2 separate regions of the Mus musculus genome follow, and region 2 is linked to region 1. A link is a contact called in public HiChIP or PLAC-seq data. All regions are on one chromosome and are shown on one strand. Each heading gives the region's core, a stretch centred on a gene start, on an enhancer-like site or on the middle of the called end of the contact. The rest is flanking DNA. Distances are from core to core; before and after follow the strand shown. Region 1 holds the start of Adat3 (adenosine deaminase, tRNA-specific 3). Region 2 holds the start of Plk5 (polo like kinase 5).

What was found. HiChIP or PLAC-seq counts read pairs in DNA pulled down with a chosen protein or histone mark.
Region 2: a contact with region 1 is called in a FOXA1 HiChIP or PLAC-seq map of pancreatic cancer cells. The contact joins the promoter of Plk5 here to the promoter of Adat3 in region 1. A contact is called at or near these places in 2 of 39 promoter capture datasets (the SN4741 cell line and pre-B cells), 1 of 115 datasets of contacts at active chromatin or transcription factors (pancreatic cancer cells) and 1 of 9 other capture datasets (pancreatic islet).

The regions. Positions count from the first base shown.
Region 1 is chr10:80,601,402-80,604,421 of GRCm38.p6, reverse strand. It overlaps Adat3 (adenosine deaminase, tRNA-specific 3), which reads right to left and starts at 1,542. Exons shown (of 2, transcript NM_001100606.1): 1 at 1,473-1,542. It overlaps Scamp4 (secretory carrier membrane protein 4), which reads right to left and starts at 1,540. Exons shown (of 7, transcript NM_019575.4): 1 at 1,473-1,540.
Region 2 is chr10:80,355,023-80,358,042 of GRCm38.p6, reverse strand. Plk5 (polo like kinase 5) reads right to left here and starts at 1,584. Exons shown (of 15, transcript NM_001347124.1): 1 at 1,376-1,584; 2 at 1-59. The coding sequence starts at 1,480.

The DNA.
Region 1 (3,020 bases), core at 293-2,792:
CTGTTGGCTTTCAGGGCTCACCCAGCTGCCCAGGTCAACACTGAATGTCTCTATGGGCTAACTAGAGAGTCACGGGTGCCACTAGGAGTCCTGAGACTAAGAAGGGAGAACAGCACCAAGGGTGTCTGAGATCCTGGTGTCACCATGGCTGCCCCTGCAAAGGCCCCATGGCAGGCAGAGCCCATGAAGGGCGTGGTGACATCTGGCTTCCCCAGGGCATACACCACGCCTACAACGCACAGCGCCTGACTGGGCTACAAAGCGCCACTGTCTCCAGGGCAGAAGACACAGCTTTGTTTGTCCCCTCAAGACTAGACAACAAGGGACACAGAAAGATGGATGCCTTGGGGACAGATGACAGCCTGGGCTTATGGGCCTCTGGAGAGGAGTTTAATAGCTATAGGATGGTAGCCAATGCTTGGCCAAAGGGGCCCTTCATGTTCATTGCAATTGTGGCCTGTTATTCCCTTGTTTTAGGTGACAGGTGCCCACTGTACACCAGCATGGGAACAGGTTTGAAAGGGGCTCCTTGTACCACAGACAAGGACCTGCGGTCCAGCAGACACTTCCCACCTCTGAGGAACCACACGCCCTCTGCATTCAACAACTGCAGGCAAACAATGGGCCTTGGGTCCTGGGTATAGGGTCCAAAAGAATGGGACCGTGGCTGGACAGACTACAAGGATCAGGTCTGGAAGCTCAGGCCTGAAATACAAGTCACTCAATAAGCCACTAGATGGGAGTTCGGGGCCAGCTTCAGCGGTACAGGAAACTTCCAAAATAAAAAAAATGAAGTGGGCTCGGGGTAGAGCTCAGCAGTGCTGAGCCTACCTATGTCCACCAGTGAGGGACTGAAGCTTAGGTTAGGGCCCCTTGTGAGGGGATGGGGTGTGGCGCAGGGGTAGAGTCCCTGCCTGGAATCATCCATTTAAGGGCTGGGTACAAAGATTAGCGAAAGCTCCTGGAATCCACTTCTGAAGGGAGGGGAAGGGGATCAGTAGTCCAGTGCCAGTCTAATATAACCAAAGTCCAGGATTCGATCCCTGGTACCACCAAGATACCCCAAGAAACCCCATAGGGTACAAGAGCTTAAAGGGAAACTGCACACCTGCTGTAAGGATGGTGGATAAGATAACCCTGAGGCAGGGGACTGTGATGACCCGGAACATACAACCGGAAGCAGCTGGAAATCACAGGGTTTCCGGAATCAGAAGTAGGGTACACGCGTGCGCCGCAAACCAACGGCATAGGGCGCGGTGGGCGAAAAGCCCTGTGCACACGCGTACTAGCGTTGACTACTCGCGCACGCGTACTCCCACCGCCTCCCGGGACGCGCACAACCCTCTCAGGCTACGCGGTCTGTCCCGATAAGGCCTTCTTTCCCTGTCCACCGCCCTTGCCTTGTCACCATCTCCGGTGCCCCATGGCGGATTCGGAACGGCGAAAGCCGAACCCCTACGGCGGCTGCTCACCTGAGGGACACCCGAGCGAACGCCACGCTTATCCAAGTCCTAGCAACCGGGCCGCCACGCCTGCCACCGCGGGGCACCACGGGAGCGTAGTTCCATGGGCGGGGCCTGCGCGATGCGACTACATTTCCCTTAAGGCCGTGCGCGTGGCTGCTTCACAAGGCCTTGCTGAGTCTAGGGGGTTTTCTTATGTGTGCTGCAGCGAGTAGAATACTGTGGTTTGAGATCCTGGGATGGCACTGAACTCGGCCCCTTTGTGACACTTTGAGACATCAGCAGAGAGAAGACTTGAGGCAGAAGGAGACTCTATGGCCATTAGTCACTCAAAGAGCATCTGCCATCATACTTCTGTAAAGTCCCATGTTGCTGGTGAACAATCACTTTTACTGCTTGGAAAGTGACTGTAGTCTGAAGTTTTAGGTCCACTCAGGCCCTCATTCTCCTCATCTGTACATGGGTGAAACAGATATGTGAACTTCTGAATAAGTCTGGGGCTGGGGCTGTTCATGGAGTGTTTTCCTAGCACCCAGGAGAACCTGGATTCCATACATAGCATTCCTCATGGCACAAGCTGGTCATGCCTGCACTCTGGGGGTGGATACAAGAGAACAAAAGTTCAAGATGGTTGGGGCGAGGGCCTTTAACCCCAGCACTTGGGAGGCAGAGGCAGGCAAATCACTGGGAGTTCCAGGACAGATCCTGTCTTTAAAAAACAAAAACAAAAGATGAAGAAAATAAATGAACAAGTAATAGAGGCAGGAGAGATGACCTAACATTAATACCTTTTAGTTAATTATTGTTTTAGATAAAGAGTTTCACAGTGTAGCTTTATCTGCCCAACATGTCATTCCCAGGCCAGAGTCCCTGAGTCTCTCCCAGGGTCCTTCTTCCTCTGTGGCTTAGGACATAAACAGCAGATTGCCTGGCTGAGCCCTGACCAGCAGGAAGGTAGAAAGTGGCACCAGAGAGCCTGGGGTTGGCTCCAGGATCAACCTGTTTGCAATCTTCTAGGCCTGTCTGCCAAACACAATCTTTCTGGAATAAGGAATGCCTTGTGACCAGCTTATCAGAGCAGAGTAGGTCCCATGAGTTTGGTGTATGGCTGCTTGCAAGACAGATAAGTGGGAGATTAGTGTGGATATGACCAGCATTACAAAGCTAGAACCCAAGCCGGGTGGTGGTGGTCCACGCCTTTAATCCCAGCACTTGGAAGGCAGAGGCAGGCAGATTTCTGAGTTCGAGGCCAGCCTGGTCTATAGAGTGAGTTCCAGGACAGCCAGGGCTATACAGAGAAACCCTGTCTCGAAAAACAAACAAAAAAACGAAGCTAGAACCCTTAGGTACAGTGTCTGGCTTCTAGGAAGCCATGTGAACCAAGGGTCTTGGGAAGAAAACCAAGTTTTGGGTCATCACACCAAAACAGGGCCACCAGGAAACCCATGTTGTTTCTTTAATATTTTTTGACTAAGCCCAGGTCCATAGAAATGCTAGGCCAGGAGCTGTAGAGATGGCTCTGTGGCTGAGAGCACTGGCTGATCTTCCAGAGGATGA
Region 2 (3,020 bases), core at 335-2,834, 250 kb after region 1:
AGAGCGAACACAGCGCTGGTGGACATGTCCGTGAGCTTGTAGCAGCGGCTGAAGGCTCCCTGCGGAGGACAATAAGCAAGGTGTAGACAGCGAAGCGCACCTGGAGACACTGGCTTTCAACACACTCAGCCAAGAAGAGACACTGCAGCGATCACACCCCAACACCCCACACCCTAGCTGCACACCAAAGAGAAGAGACCCACGGACTTTGCCAGAGCAGGACTTTGTACTCTCCTATACAGGACAGTGAGGGACTCACGACACCCAGAAACACAAACCCCACACACATAACATCCACCCAACACCCCACAGAGCATCCACACAGAACCCAGATATACAGCGCCCATATAAACCACTTACATACACCTACAAACACAGCACCCCACACTGTATCCACATACAGTATCCAGGCACAGAACCACACACACAACACCCAGACACACCCCCAAGCACACCCCTCGCGGCACTTCCACACGCCTACAAACACTCCCGACTTGGCATCCACACACAGCTCTCATATACAGAAGGCTCCCACACAACCCAGCCAGACACCTGCCCACAGCGCTTACACACACAACTACACACACACAACACATAGACCGACAACATTTAGACACCCAACACACACACACACACACACACCATACATCCATACAAAACACATCTGGACACACAGCATACAGCCTCTAAATACCCAGACACACAAAACCCAGAAACAAACTCATGACAACACCGATCCAGCACAGACACACAAAACAATACCCAGATGCACAGCTTCACCCAGACACTCAGCAGCCAGACAGTATGTAATGTTTAACAGGGGAATGCCTTCAAACAACACCCAGACACACAGCACAGCAACCAGGTGCACCGGATACACAACACCCAGACACACATCACTCAGACACCTGAACACAACGCAAAACAGCCCCTGAGCCCAAGCCGCGCACTCTTCCACTAAGGGAGCAATCCCCATCCACAGCCAGGCAGGGGAGCCTGGTGCAGAGCGCGGATCCCACGCATAGCTCAGCACCCACAGCCCCGCGGGCCCACCGTGGAGATGACAGCCCGCCACTGCGTGCGGAGCGCCAGCTGTGCACCCAGAGGATGCTCAGCGCCCGCGCTAACGCGGGAAACGCACACACCCTGCACACGCTCCGCACAGCCCTCAGACAGAGCACCAAGTGCGGTTCTCGCCTCGCCATCGCAGCCCGGACCCCAAACTCCGGGGACCCAAGGCTCCAGCTATGGCGCGCGGGGTCCCGTCCTACCCGAGACCCCCGCCCCCTCAACTCTCTCCGTTCCCGCGCTTTGAACTCGCGCGCGCGTGTGTTTGTGTACGTGTGTGTGTGTGTACGGACGCGGGAACTCCCACCTTGCCGATCAGCTTCCCGCGCCGGTACACGCGCCCCGAGCCTGGGTCGCGCAGGAAGGTGGCCACAAGCTGGCGGCTCCGCCGCCGCCGGGACCGGGGCTCCATCTGCGCAGGTTGGGCCTGAGTGCGCAGCGCGCGCGGGGACTGCGCAAGCCAGTGCTGCCTGCAGCGCTGCCGATCTGAGCCGGGGAGCAGCGGGAGCGGGTCTTATTGGAGAGTGGGGGCGGGGCGGGGCGGGGCCCGGACGCCGGTGGGGTCCCGCCTGCACCCGAAGCCGAGTGGCAGGTGCTCTGGAGCCAACCGGGAGCCAGATACCTGGCTTAGTTCAGCCGCGCTCCCAGACCTGCACCTCTTGGGACTTGTTAACAGCGCTTGGTTCACCCATCCGGGAAACTGAGGTCCAGAGAACTCTCTGCTGGTTTCTTTGCAGAGGTGCCCGCCCCAGGATTCTCTCGGGGGTACAGGGGAGGCCGGTGACCAGAGGACCAAACGCATCTGGCTGGGTGCTCCCTACGGGAGCGACCTGTGGGGCTTCATCAACTTGGGCACTGGGAAGGCTCAGCGGGATTCAGAGAAGGCCGCCTGGGGACGTCTGAGGACATGTAGACCAAAGAATCAGGGCTGGGAGGCTATGGACACAAAAGAGTCACCGTGGCATGGGATGCCACAGAAGACATTGCAACCAGGATGAGGGGCAGATGTGGGCATGTGTGCGACGCTAGCTCTGATGGCCTACAGGGCACTGACCCTTAAAGCGGAGATGGACGTTTGGGTGTGGCTGATAGAAGAGAGCAAGGAGCCAGGGACTTCAGAACCTCAGGCTACCTCTTCGCCGGAGCCCACCCCTCCCCTCCCCCGCCCCCACCCCGTGCTGAATGCAGCATTTCTGCACCTCAAGAATCTGGGGCCCCGCCTGCATGTGCCAGGTGGGAGTCCCCTCACTCCCAAAGCCAGGCAGGCACAGGGCAGGGTGTGAGCCCTACCATCTGCCTCTGGTATTAATCCGGAACGTTACATAACACAGTAAATGCGGAGGGATTAGCCTCACTCCGTGTGGCTGGATTCAGGCTATGGAATTTTCCAGAGCCAGAATTTGGAATCTGGCCTGGCCCGTGCCACCAAGGGGGACAAGAAGCACCCCTTGAGTGCTCCCAAGTCTTAGTAGTCCCCAGGAAGCCCTGAGGGTGAGCTGAGTGTACCATGGGGAACGAGGCTGGTTCAATTTACTGGTGTCTCCTTTGGAGCTGGGGTGACAGTCCCCAGTTGTTCAGAGGCCAGGCTGCAGCCAGTAAGCCCAGGACCCCTGCTAAAGGGAAGCCGGTCAGGGTGGGGATGGGGAGGGGGTGACAGGAAGTGGAACAGAGCCATTCCCATGGCTGGCACTAAACTCCTCCATAGCAGATCTGTCTGGCAGAACACTTACTATGTTTGCTAAATAACATTGGGATGGTCAAGTGCCTACTTCGTGCTAATCTCTGAAGGGTTCTTTGTGCCCCCAAGATAGCCCCAGCCCAGCCTCTATAAAAGGATGCATTTGAGAAGTTTAAATAGCCCATGTCTTTAATCCCAGCACTGGGGAGGCAGAGGCAGGCGAATTTCTGAGTTCAAGGCCAGCCTGGTTTACAGTGTCAGTTCCAGGACAGCC